5 separate regions of the Gossypium hirsutum genome follow, and regions 1, 2, 3 and 4 are each linked to region 5. Evidence: chromatin contacts called from public Hi-C data. All regions are on one chromosome and are shown on one strand. Each heading gives the region's core, a stretch centred on a gene start, on an enhancer-like site or on the middle of the called end of the contact. The rest is flanking DNA. Distances are from core to core; before and after follow the strand shown.

What was found. Hi-C and Micro-C count contacts between places; a contact is called where the count stands out from the background.
Region 1: a contact with region 5 is called in a Hi-C map of leaf, with 3 times the contacts expected there. The contact joins the promoter of LOC107901666 here to the promoter of LOC107901617 in region 5. A contact is called at or near these places in 11 of 34 Hi-C or Micro-C datasets (callus, hypocotyl and leaf).
Region 2: a Hi-C map of leaf shows a contact between it and region 5, with 2.8 times the contacts expected there. The contact joins the enhancer-like site here to the promoter of LOC107901617 in region 5. A contact is called at or near these places in 4 of 34 Hi-C or Micro-C datasets (anther, hypocotyl, leaf and 1 more).
Region 3: a Hi-C map of leaf shows a contact between it and region 5, with 2.1 times the contacts expected there. The contact joins the enhancer-like site here to the promoter of LOC107901617 in region 5. A contact is called at or near these places in 5 of 34 Hi-C or Micro-C datasets (anther, fibers, leaf and 1 more).
Region 4: a Hi-C map of leaf shows a contact between it and region 5, with 1.6 times the contacts expected there. The contact joins the promoter of LOC121218328 here to the promoter of LOC107901617 in region 5. A contact is called at or near these places in 2 of 34 Hi-C or Micro-C datasets (callus and leaf).

The regions. Positions count from the first base shown.
Region 1 is chrD06:24,399,331-24,402,030 of Gossypium_hirsutum_v2.1, reverse strand. LOC107901666 reads right to left here and starts at 1,297. Exons shown (of 1, transcript XM_016827754.2): 1 at 1-1,297. The coding sequence starts at 1,200. The coding sequence ends at 121.
Region 2 is chrD06:24,423,909-24,426,608 of Gossypium_hirsutum_v2.1, reverse strand. No RefSeq gene overlaps it. Among protein-coding and RNA genes, the nearest start is that of LOC107901664, 8.9 kb to the left of the region's middle. Within about 2 kb of position 1,403, at least 7 of the 9 cell types and tissues checked have an H3K27ac peak or open chromatin away from gene starts, as enhancers often do. A contact at or near this core is called in leaf, where this site is marked.
Region 3 is chrD06:24,328,268-24,330,967 of Gossypium_hirsutum_v2.1, reverse strand. No RefSeq gene overlaps it. Among protein-coding and RNA genes, the nearest start is that of LOC107900076, 8.0 kb to the left of the region's middle. Within about 2 kb of position 1,402, at least 3 of the 9 cell types and tissues checked have an H3K27ac peak or open chromatin away from gene starts, as enhancers often do. A contact at or near this core is called in leaf, where this site is marked.
Region 4 is chrD06:23,984,056-23,986,755 of Gossypium_hirsutum_v2.1, reverse strand. It overlaps LOC121218328, which reads right to left and starts at 1,368. Exons shown (of 1, transcript XM_041095417.1): 1 at 494-1,368. The coding sequence starts at 1,188. The coding sequence ends at 685.
Region 5 is chrD06:24,176,213-24,178,912 of Gossypium_hirsutum_v2.1, reverse strand. LOC107901617 (aspartate aminotransferase, chloroplastic) reads left to right here and starts at 1,313. Exons shown (of 11, transcript XM_016827695.2): 1 at 1,313-1,791; 2 at 1,886-1,945; 3 at 2,361-2,555. The coding sequence starts at 1,720.

The DNA.
Region 1 (2,700 bases), core at 48-2,547, 220 kb before region 5:
AGTCATGGATCTCTACAATTATAATTTACTTACTGTGCTAAGTTCTAAAAACAAATGGGGTTAGTGATAAATAGAGACTAATAATGTTATGAACACACACAAAAAAAAGGCACAATCTTTTCAGTTTCTCCAGGCATAAACAAGCAAAGAGAAGCCCATGGGAGCACATAACTCACTCTCCTCAACGCTTTCCCACTCCATTACCGAAGAGCTGCACCCCGAAGAAGCCGAAGACATCGAAATGGAGGAAGACGAAGAACTCCTAGCACTCCTCAACAAGCTTCTCCTTTTCTTCTTCCATTCAATCCCATCACTACACGGACTTTGCTGCCCCAAAACCACACCCTCCTTGAAAGGATCCTCCATGGTTTCAGTGCCTTGGTTCTCGAACTTGAAGATGAAAACGGCTGGACGCCCATTGTTGCCATCTTTATCGGACAACCAGCTGTAGACATCCCACGAGACTCCTATCCATACCCCATCCACTTCAATCCTCTCATTCCCTCTAAATTTCCATTTAAGCCGCTTTATTTGCAATACCCTTTTGTTATCCACGCTCAAGCACAGCCTTGCATCCTCGTTTACCCTACAATCGATCGAGATATCCCTTAATTTGCCTCCGAATCTGGCTTTTGTGTTGTAAACTCTGCTCCCCAACACGTGCTCTTTTCTCAAAACAAGAGTTTGGCTGCCTCTACTCCCAGGGTTTTGAGCTCTAGTTCGAGTATAAGCTTCCTTGGTAGCATCGCCGACGAGAAGCGTCATTTCACCGTCGACAACGACGGCAACGAAGAACCCAGAGTCGGGTTCAGGTCCGGATCCGAACTTTGCCCTTGAAAGGTCCCAGAAAATTTTCACATTAGGGACAGTGGCGCTGCTGACGTTTTTACAACCTTTTTTCTTCCAAAAAGCAAAGGATTTGATATTGAGATGAAAATGGAGGGCAGAGGATGAAAGGACGGAGAGAGGAGAAGAGGGAAGGTGGTGGTGATGGTGGTGGTGGTGGAGGTGGAGGGAGTGGCCAAGGAAGGTGCGGGACCAGGTTAAGGAAAAAAGGCCTATATTTGTGTCGTAGAGACTTGTAGCGAGGCTAGTTTTAGCGGCGGATTGTGGCGACGGCATATGGCGGTTGTCTGCGGCGGCGGAAGGGCGGAAGCAAGAAGGGAAGGGCGGAAAATGGCGGTAGCGTTGGGGGGACATTATTTAATTTTGTTTGTGTGCGAATTTGAAGGGGGCCTTTTTATGGAAGCTATATATGGGGATTGGGGATGGACAAAGAAGGAGACTTTACATTTCCTACCTGACAATCTAATGACTTTTTTATCATTAAATAAAAATAACTTTAATGGTTTAATCACAAAGCCGGATTAATGAGTTAAAATAATACTACAAGGCACAAAACCTTTAGTTATCATACCAAATTTCTTTCTATTAAGTATTATTTAAAGATAATTCTAGATCCAATTTCAACCCATTTTTTAAACCTCGGATTATTTATAAGATTAAATTAAGTTGGATTTGTATGAGTTTAGATTGATTATAGGTTATATTTTTAAGTTTAAGTCTTACCATATTTATTTATTCAAACGTCTAAATATATTTCGGTTTTTAGTCCATTGTTACTCTTAAAATACTTGAAAATGAGATGCAGCCTTTGATCTTGGCATCTTCTCTCAATTTGATTTCTGAATTTTCTTTTTGTCCACCTTTAAAAATATATATAAAATCTAAGAAAATCTAAAATGATATTTAAAAAAGGGGTTGAGTAAGCTCAAATTAGACTTGCTTTACATTTGCATGCTCATTTAGGGTTGTATAAGCGAAAACTCAAAATCATTATATGCAATTTGATTTATTTAAAAGAGGACCATTTTTACCTTTTAAAAGTAAAACGGATGAACCTACTTTAATTACAACACGTTTTTAATCCATCAACCAAAGTGTTCATCACGTGACCAAAACTAACAACTAAAATGGATGGTATGATATTGTAATTACAAGATTTGGATTTCTCTTCAATAATTACCATGAATTATATTGGATTTGGTTAATTATATTTTAATGTAAATTTTAAAAAAAAAATTAAAAGTCATCATGATTAACTATCCGTGTAATTTTCTATTCTCACCCATTTATCTAAGAACGGAAGAATGTAATTTGATGGTCCAATTACTCTGAATTCAATTATTTAGTTGCTTTCTCAATACATGATGAATTTCTTTTAATTTTAAATATTTGATATTTTAATATTCAAATATCTTATTTAAAGTTTCAATGTTAAAAAAAATTTAAATTTAATAAAGGTCAATTAATAGTATTATCCATTTGACGTTTATTTTTAAACTTGATAATTGCATCAAACATCCCATTATCGAGGTTATGTAAATTAGGTTCTTCCATTATATCGCTAATTTTACTATTAGATGTCACATCATATCTTGTTTGATATAATTTAAAATGAATATTGTAAAAATGAATATTTTAAAAATATTAGTTTTGAGGTTTTTGAAGATTTTATAGAAGCTTTTAGTTGACTCTTTCTTCTCTTTTATCTTTTCTTTTTAGTTTTTACCTTTAAAAGTTATACAACAATGTTCTATTTTTTTAAAATTTTCATTTTAAATTCAACTACATAAGATTTAATGTGTCATTTAACAATTTTAGTTACGAAAGTCAATAGTTTAAGATGTAGTTAGAATG
Region 2 (2,700 bases), core at 154-2,653, 250 kb before region 5:
TCTATAATTTTGTTTATTTATTCTTAATTTTTATGTCAAGAGGCAAAAGAAATTAAATATATTTTATAATTAAATTAAATATTAATTTTTTTTATGAATGTTAATTGAGTCTAATCAAATCGTTTGGTTCAACAGAAATCTCAACTCGATAAATAGTATAACTCATATTTATTTGAAAAAATAAGATAAAAAATTCGATTAATAAAGAATTAATACTTTGTCTTATCTATGTTTCTCGTAATTTTTTAAATCTGCAAAATCAATAATATAATATAATTATTTTATTAATAAGAGATAAATCTCAAAATTATACATGAACTTTAAGTTGGTTCAATTGAACACATGAAACTTTAATTATGGTTCAAATGTATACATAAAACTTTAACATTGATTCAATTATACACATTTAAATAAATAAATAAATACATCAATTTATTTTTATATTGGATAAATATAATTATTGCAATAAACATAAAATTATGTTATATCAGTAATTGTGTTAATAGTTTGTGAGAATTTGATCAAATCAAAATTTCATGTTTGCACAAAATCAAAGTTGTGATATAAAATTACACATAAAACCAAAGTTCATATGTAGTTTTGACATTTATCCCTATTAATAATGTTTCTGTTCAATCTTGAATATAAAATTATGTTTGTAATAGGCCAATTTTGGCCTGGCTAAAAACCAACATCCCAAATACATTTGGCCCAATTGGCCCAAAATTAACCCTAGCCCACAACATGTTTTCAGTAGCAATGGAAGTAGAAACCGCAGATCGCGCCGCTCGCACGTTCTCCATCTGCAACAACGGCCCCATCACCCCACGTTCAGCGATTCCTCGCATCCACCATGCATGTTTATCCTACAAATGAACCAAGAACAGTATTATAGAAGAGAGAAAAAGGGGGGGGGGTTTGAGTGTTTTGCTTCTGTAAAGAGTGGCTATAAAAGCCAATCGATTTTATAAAAGTGGGGGGAGGATGTGTTGAAAAGTATTGAAGAAAACAGAAAAACAGAGAATAAAAAAACCAATTTTGAAGGTATTGAGTGGGTTCCGATTTTCCTTTCTCTTTACTGTTTTGTTCCTTTTTTATTTTCTTCCTTGTTTTTTAAAACAAATAAACGAAATAACGAGGGAAAAAGAGAAGTTTCTTACCAGTAGAGGCACGCCGTCGGGATTCTTGCTGGTTCTCGGCGTGAGGAGCGGGGAATGGACTGGTTGCTGTGGCTGCATTTGAAATAGAATAATTTTTAGGGTTTGAAATGGGTTTTATTGGCTGCAAATGAAATGGATTTTAACTTTTAAACATTGATGGGTTATTTTGTTTTTAATCCTTCCATTTTATCCTATCATTTCATAACCATTTTTTTTTGTTTTCAAATTTTTCCATGAAATATCGAATCTGTTTTATTTTAGTCCAGTGCTGTGTAGTGTTTTTGGGTAATTTTCTCCTTCGACCCTCCCCCTATTACGCGTGTTTTAAATTACTCCCTTTCTTGTTTTGATTTTCAAATTCAGCTCTCAAATTCTGTTTTTTTTAATTTAATCCTTAATTTGTTATTTTTAGCTTTTATTATATTGTTAATACTGTTTATTTATATTATTATTACTGTATTATTATTAGTTTATTATTATATTATATATTATTATATACTTACTTATATATGCGTATATGCATATTAATACATATATTTTTTTTAATTTTTTAAATATATATACTATATACATATTTTATTATTATTTTATTTTCACAGTTTTATATATATATATACATTTATATTTCATAATCTTTATATGTTTTCCCAATTGTATAATTTATATGTTTATACAATTTTTTATAACATGTACATATATTTTTTTTATACTCTATTCAAAGCTATTATAAATATTTTCCACGTTTTTATATTTACTAATATATTATACTTATACTTTTTTTTAAGAAATGTATGAATATATTTTATATGTATTTTATTATTGTTTCATTTTTATGACTTATGTATTCATATAGATATATGCATTAACATTTTATAATACTTATGCATTTTTTTCCTCTTATATCCATACTCATATTTGCAAAATTCGTTTATATATCATACTTATGTATACATATAATTTAAATTAAAGTTTGTTTCATATTGTACATTAACTTTTTAACATACCTTTTAAAAATATATATTTTGGTTTCGTCGAAACATTAAAATCATTTTCTTTCGATTCAAAAGCTTTAAAATAATGCAATAATCGATATTCGGGATTTTCGAGGAAATTGAGCCCTAACGTATTGGGTTCTAATTTTCTTTATTAATCCTAAATAATCGAGAATATTCTTTATTCAAAATGCATAAGTATACAAATCATTTTCGGGAATTTAATTTGTTGTGTCCTAATGTATTGGGCATGACATATTGCTTTCTCGAAATGAAGATTTTCTTATAAAATAAAGCAAAATTCAAAGTTTGGGGATTTTGAGATATTGTACCCTAACGTATTGGGTTTCGATTTCTTCGTCTGACTTAAACATTTGATTATCCTTTTTAGATTTCATCATTTGAGTTTTTTTTTAAATCTTTTTACCCTTGACACTAAGACATTAAATAATCAATTTGGTACCGATTTTTGGGCGTTACGAGGGTGCTAACCCTTCCTCGTGCGTAACTGACTCCCAAACTTGTTTTCTTAAAATTCGCAGACCAGA
Region 3 (2,700 bases), core at 153-2,652, 150 kb before region 5:
ATTTTGGAACCACAGGGGCAGTGGATACGGGTATGTGTCCAGGCCGTGTGGACCACATGGGTAAGGACACGGACATGTGTCCAGGTCGTGTGGCATATAAATGATCTTGGTCTCCTCGATGTTTGAATGATCTGAATTTGAGTTTGAGTTTCTGAGGCCATGTGTGTGGTCGACACTGATCTTGGTCTCCTCGATGTTTGAATGATCTGAGTTTGATTGTATGAGGGCTCTTTGAAGCTCTATGATTGAAATATGTATAGCATAACTACATATATGTATGGTGATAGCTATATCTGATATTGAACTGTACTCTATAAAAGTGGATATAGTATACTGCATATGTATGGGTTAGGATTCTGTGAAGAAGGAAGTACTTTGATCCAAACTAATGGTTAAGCTATTGGCGGGTAACTCTGAATCTGGCGCTTTGACGCATACTGATTTGGCAGCTAAGCTAAGATCCTGTAAATGTGTTAGACAGACACTCTATCGTGTGTAGGGTTGGATGGGCATTGAACGCCCTAATGGTGTGTTGGGATGGTCGAAGATGGTGTGTAAAGGTTAGGGGTAGGAAAACTTACATATGAAAATGATCTGTTCTGTAAATGAAACCGAGATTGCTTCTGCTTCTGTAATTGAACTATTTTGTATCTGAACTGGAACGACTTCGTTTACTTAATCAAATCTTAGGAATTCGAGAATGCTCTTTCAATTGTATTACAATGAATGAACCTCTTATATGCATTGAGTTCGCAACTCATTATTTTCTGATTGAATTGCAGGTGGTTCACAAACTTGAACGGGTCAGTGTTGCGGGAGCTCGATCAAGTTTTTATCTTTCTTTTAAGTATTACTACTAAGAATTTCGGTATTCTATGATGTTATGGTATTTATGAAGATTATGTGCTTAGATAATTGTTGTGATGGTTAGTATGTGATGAATGATTTATTTTGACTGCGTTATAATTATGGTATTTTTAGTATGGATGATGTAACTCTTTGAACTTGGTCTAGACGTCTAGGCTGAGTTTAGGGTGTTACAGATATAACAGTATTTTTTAATAGATGAAATACCATTTGCAATTGATTTTTTTTTTTGTGAAAAATCGTTGAAACTAAAGACCGGAAGGTTTGACGTTTGAAGAGTGGAAAGATTGGGTTGTCAAAGTAAACAGTGAGGAAAAAAGAAGACAAGTCGACCCATTTGTTTGATTTAATTTGAAGACTCGAAAAGACTTTCAATAGCTGAATCAAAACGCGTTTTCTACAATTTACTGGCAATTTTGAATCTGAATTATCTTTGTTTTTGAATCCATTTTTGTCCCACCCACGAAGCTACTACAGTATTTAGGAGAGCAACAGGTGCCCCCCCCCCCAAATAATTATAGCATACAATATAATTATCTTGGATTGGTTGGATATAGTTCATAAATCCAATGGCACTTTATGATCGGTCCATTACCTGTCCACAATCCTTGTATTCATTGGATTTTTAAAATTTAATCCTCCTAATTATCTAATTTAGAAGAGTTCAAATACATATAAGTTTTGTATTCTTTGTAAATTTGCAATTTAATTTCTATACTTTTATTTTTAAAAATTTAGTCCTTCTATTTTTTAAATTATAGAAATCATGTTCAATTATTAACATCGATCAATTATTTTTTTTGTTAAATGTGTTGGTGTGACATTTTGAAATAAAAAAAACTCATTTGGTAGTCATATAACTAAAAAATGACATTTTAATGAATTTGAATTTTTTTAAAAAATTAATGGTGTTAATAATTAAACTTATATTTTTAAATTCAAAAAAGAGAGAAATTAAATTCTAAATGTAAAAAGAAAATGGGGAGTTTTAAGCATTTAAAATAAAAATTAGAATTGATAACATTCAGGGCCCAATATGAGGGGATGGGGCTTTGCCTCCTTGGTTACATGATTTAATTCCACGTTGAACGCTTCTTAAACCTAAGTAATTGTTTTATTAAATGAAAAGGGGAATTAAGTTTGTCCCACCCAAAAAATAATAATTTAATTGAACTTATTTTAACATAAATCCTCCCAAATATTTTAATGTAACCAAATTTATTGGCCTCACTATTAGTGGTTTATACATTTCCAGAATGACGTATTATGAACAAAAATAATGAATAATTTTAAAAATACATATAAATTATTTATAATTTTGTCAAAAGGAGAAATATTTAAATCCGAAATATATTTGGTGGTTAAGAGTAGCTGTTATAAATAAATTGATGGCATTTCTCACTAATTAATTAAGGTATTTTTTCAAAATAAATAAATAAATAAAATGGAGTTGTTGAGATAGTAGCACCAAATTATTGTTCAATGCCCCAACTCTCTAAATTTGAAACCTCAAAAGCATCTGGACATGAGTCAAGTACAACAAAAATAATAGGTAGGTCTACTATATGTTTTTCTAATCTAATTTTTTATATTACAATTTCATTACTTTTAATTTCTCTATTTTATTAATTGTTTGTTTCCAATCCCGTGAGTGCTAAAATTTTTCGGTAAATTAATAAATATAAGTACTCAAATTAAGTATGTTGTTTGATAAAATTAAATATCTTATTTTTTTAGAAAAAGATAATTTGTTTTAATTTATTAATTAAATAAAATAAAATAAATATTTTCTACATTGATAAGTACCTACCTACCTGCTTATCCTTTTCAACA
Region 4 (2,700 bases), core at 119-2,618, 190 kb after region 5:
TGGTACTTTTACTGGTGTTATATCGATAATTGTGTTAGTAGTTAGTAAAAATTAAATTAAACCAAAATATCATGTGTAAAATTACACAAAATAGAAGTCCACATATAATAATGTACGTTGAACCAAAGTTCATTTGTAATTTTGCATTTTATCCCTTCTTTTATAAGAAAAAATTGATTGAACTCGTAAAATTTTAATGAGGCATGTAGTAACTTACATGACAGTTCACGCATACTTAATAAAACTTCATAAAAATTTTAAAAGAACCATCTACATCAACAATAAAGTAAACATAAATTGTAATACGGTATACACAAGATACCATGTCAACACCGTTTAAGTTTTTAATAGTCCAGTGAGTTTTGTTTTAACAAAAAGTAATATAACTGACGATTGAAGATCGAGGAATAAAGTAATTTTAAAAGAGAAAAAAGGGGTTAAAAACCAAAGTGATAAAAGAATAGGAGGTAAGATTGTAATTATGCCAAACAAGTAACTACACCCAAACAAACCGATTTTCATTAACATTTATCATTCATATGACGATTATGAACAATGTACAAAAAGAATGGTCTTACTCAACAATTCAGGGCAAATAAACTTATAAACCAATGTAATGGTAAAATTTCTTTTTGACCCCCTCAAAAAAATTATATTAAATTTAAGCCCCCAACCTCTCTCTCTCTACCCTTTGTTGATCCCACATGGAGCTGCAAATCTAGCAGAGAAATCAAGGAAAGCAGCATCAGCTTCTCTATGGATCCCTTCATCGAAATTGAGTTCATAGCTCTGAATATCATACTGCATCTTCATCGTCGACCTCCTTTTTTTGTTGGCTCCATAAACGCTGAACCTTCGTATGAAATTCTTCCACTTGGGCCCTGCCAATACCTCCGATACCTCTTTCAGTTCCTTGGCTTTCCTCTTCAACCAGCTTTCTTTTGCCTCTTCTTGTTGCAGCAAGTACCCCTGCCCTTGGAGCCGGAACCGCCACCGGAAAAGTCCCCGGAAACAACCGCAGCCGAAGGACGAATCCGGGTCTTCGAAATCTTGGGAGTAGTCTTCGTTTCCGTCGTTTCTTAATGGCCAGGTTTCTTTGGCGTGGGTTGGTTTTTCTTGTGGTGCGGCGGCCATGGGAGGATGATTTTTGAGAGCAAAGAGGAATGCAGGGATTATAAAAAGAAACATCCAAAGCCACAAAAACCGGCATTTGCCGTCCAATTTACAGCTCACTTGCTTTTAAGCCAATGCGGATCCAGCTGCTACTTGACCGTTAAAAGGGGCCAGAGCCTAATCTTTATTTTAATTTGTCCTTATGTCAATTAATTTCTTGCTGTTGGGATGACTTTAAATAAATTTGTATTCTTTCTCATAACATCCTTAATTTGCTTTTTGGAATCAGACTATAGTGATGGATGGATTTTTTGGATCAAAAATCCATTTACATACAAAAATAAATAAATTTATTCAATAAAAAAACAAAATATGAGATTAAAAGTAATTCAACCGATTTATAATGTTTTTATTGTTTATTTTATTATTATTGAATCCATGACTAGTTTGACAGTTAATATAGTTTTTGAAACGTTTATACCAACCACTCACCTACTATGTTTTTCTTTCAAAAATCATCTTAGATTTCAATTAAAATATATGAACTGGAGACCTTGCTAGAAGGAAATCGAATATCCAACTGTTGCTGCAAATCATTGGTTTTGTGTATTATATGGTTTGTTTGTTTGCATCAACTGAATAATTAATTTAATATTAAATTTATCATTTACATGTTCTATTATAGAAATATAATTAGGAGAAAATGTAATAAGGTAGACATTTTAGGTTAGAGATATTTATGAATAATTTAGAAATTAATATATAGATCTTTTTCTTCTTTTATTTCTTTTTTTTGTTTTGTTTTGTCTAGCGCACGCCTTTTTCTCCCTCTCACAATTTTTTTTATTTTTTTTTCATTCATTCGGTGAGTTTTCTCTCTTTTTAATTTGCAGATATATTTTGCGAGTATTTTTTGCCATCTTTACAAATAGTGATGAATAGATGATGGTGTTTATCGTTGCTGAAACTCCACTATCCACCAGCAATTTCTTTGCCATCAACTTCTTAATCTGTTTCTTTTTTTAGAGTATTTCAGAATAACCTATAGTGTCTTTTAAGTTTTATATGTTTTTTTATTTGTTTTATATTGTTTAGTAAGTTTTCGTTTTTTTGAAGTTTTTTTTTTCTGCTCTTGTAACTCTTTTTTGGTGTTGCTTGTGTATAAAGTCTTATTTATGGATTTAGTCTTGTTTTTGTAAGTGATTTTAGGGATGATTTTGCATGTTTTTCAAAAAAGCATACACCTATTGCTTTGGACTATTCGGGGCTGATTTTCTTATTACATTAAGTAATTGCAATCACTCTAGATATATTGTGCTTAAGTTGTTACAAAGTCAATTGTCAATATACCATAATGTTTTATTGATGCTGAAGTATTTATTGTGCTGATAGAGCTCGTCTTTCACTGCCTATGATGAATATTTTTTTTTCTTCGAATTGTATAGTCCCATTCATAGAATAAATTAATGAACTTCCTTCTAATATATATATATATAATATCTGGAGAATATTCATTTCGTGAATGGAACTAATGAGCTCAGCCATGTGTTGAATGTATTATTGCAAAACATTGTAAGTAGGAAGTAA
Region 5 (2,700 bases), core at 64-2,563:
AATTACAATAAATTACAACAAAATTAACATATTTTGTCAATTATCAGGTGTTGCTGTCGTATTCATCCATCAGTTCCATGAGTCTACACTTGGACGTTCTGACTCTTGGTTGTCCGTTTGAATTTGTCCAACGTCCGTCATGCCACTACACTTTACTCTGCTTGTCTCGTTCTTTAAATTTGCTCTTTCGTCCTACATTTATTATAGAATCTACCTTTCCTAAATCAAGGTTGTTAGAGCAATTTATAGATATCTCATAACATGTGTTCCTTGACTTTTTCTCATTTCCCTCATTCTATAGGTTACCACATTTAAATAATTTGGTCTCACCATTGATTTTCATGGTTAATTCATTATTTTCTAAGTTGATGGTAAACCTAGATGTGGCTAGAAAACGTCTTCCTAACAGAATAGGGATTTCACGGTCTTCCTCAATGTCTAGAATTACAAAATTGACCGGGATGATAAAATTACACACCTTAACCAAAACATATTTAAGCACTCCTTTCGGTTGTACTGAAGACCTGTTAGCCAGCTGTAGTGTGATATGTGTGTTTTTGAGTTCCCCTAACCCAAGTTTCTTATATATTGATAAGGGCATTAGATTGGTATTGACTCCTAAGTGACACAGGGTCTTACTAAAATGGATGTCCCCTATCTCCATTGGAATTGTGAAACTCCTCAGGTCTTTTAATTTTGGGGGAATTTGCTTTTTGATTATCGTACTACAGGATGTGTCTAAGTTAATTTGGTCTCCCGTTTTAAGTATCCTACGCCTAACCAGTATTTCTTTTAAGTATTTAGTGTATTTTGAAATTTTCCCTATTAATTCAATAATAGGTAAATTAACATTAAACGATTTAAATAAGTTTAGAGAACTTAAAATTTCGCTTTATCTCATCTCCATTTATCTTCTAACCGTGCAGGAAATGGTATCTTTGTGAGGACGGGTTTTGTGTTCTGCTCATCCTCCGACTTAGCTACTGGCTCGACTATCGTTTCTAGCTCTTGTTTAGTATCATCTTGTCGAAGGATCTCCTCTTGAAGATCATTGGCACCCTCTTTGTCCTCCTTGAAGTTAGATTCTATCAAAATTAGATTCCAAATTATACGTGATAGAATTTTACAATGTCACGTCATATTTTTTGGTGAATTATATGTGACTAGCACAACTCGAAATCATGTCACAATTGATACGGTGAACACCTTAACCATCAGACCAACACACGAAATTTTAAAGTGTCACGTCGTTAAACTTTCACATTTATCAAGTTAGATACTTAAATAGACATTATTCTCAAATTTATGTAACGAAGTGGAAAAAAATATAAATTCCAAAACAGGCATAATTACCGATTCCTGAGGCTAATACTTCAGCCGTTGTTATGGACACTCATCAACACAACATCGGACACGATCGTGAATCATGAACCCTAAAGATCTTAATCAACGTCAACTAATGGTAAAGCCGCTTATGAGCTGAAAAGTGGCAAACGACTATACCCCTAAAGACGATTTCATCACAGTGCACACACACAGTCTCTACCAGCTCGATCCCAACGGCAGAGCATTTCACAGTGTTTTGGCTGAAAAAATCAAAAACCCATTTTGATCGCCAACACCACCACCAAAGTTTTCGCCTTGATCCCATCGCCCCCTTTTGCCTCTACTAAACCCCTTATCTCTAATCCTTGCTATTACCAATTTGTTGATTTCATTATGGCTTCCACACTGCTCTCTTTGGCTTCTGCCACTCCCTCTGCTTCACTTTGTTTTCATGAAATTAACAAGGTATTTCTAATCCCTTTCTTTCAATTTCATTTTTTGTTTCTGTTTTAGATACTGATTTGATTACTGAGAAAATGGAAATATATGTTTCCCACAGGGAAAATTGAATCTTGGGTGCATCAACAAGGAAAAAACCAATCCTTTCATCAAAGCAAAGGTACTTTTTTTACCCCTTTCCATTTCCATTTAAAGATCAACTCTTTATGTCCAGTATGGTTATGTAATTGTAATTGTAATTATGATTAAGGGGTTATGCTCCAGGTTCCTGTACTTTGTGCCCTTTTGAAATTTAGTCGCTTTACTTTTATTTCAATTCAGATTTAAAATTGTAAGTTCATTTGTTGAAACAATTAAAAATATTCCATTAAATTCAAGTTGATCACAATGTCAAGTGAGTGTTTTTTTTTTTTAATTTCAAAATGTCACTCTTGCAAATTTAACTGAAGTTGGACTTAAATTTAGAAACCTGAAAACTAGAGGGACTAAATTCCAAATGTACAAAGCATACAGGGACTTGGAGCATAATTCAATTTTTTTTGGCCTCTATGTTTGAATTGTTTTGTTGTTTGCAGTCTTTTGGTCGAGTCTCTATGGTTGTGGCTTCCAATGTGTCTCATTTCGAGGGTATTACAATGGCTCCCCCTGATCCAATTCTTGGGGTGTCTGAAGCTTTCAAAGCAGACGACCATGAGTTGAAACTCAACCTTGGTGTTGGAGCCTATAGAACTGAAGAGCTACAGCCTTATGTGCTTGATGTGGTTAAAAAGGTAAGTATTTTTTTCCTAAACTAGTTGATTCATATGAATGATGGCCTGCTCTAGATTCTTCATTGCCATTAGCTTATAATTTTGCTTCGTTTCTTGCTGCAACAACCGAGTATTTGTTTCTTTGACAATTAAGTTGAATTGGCCT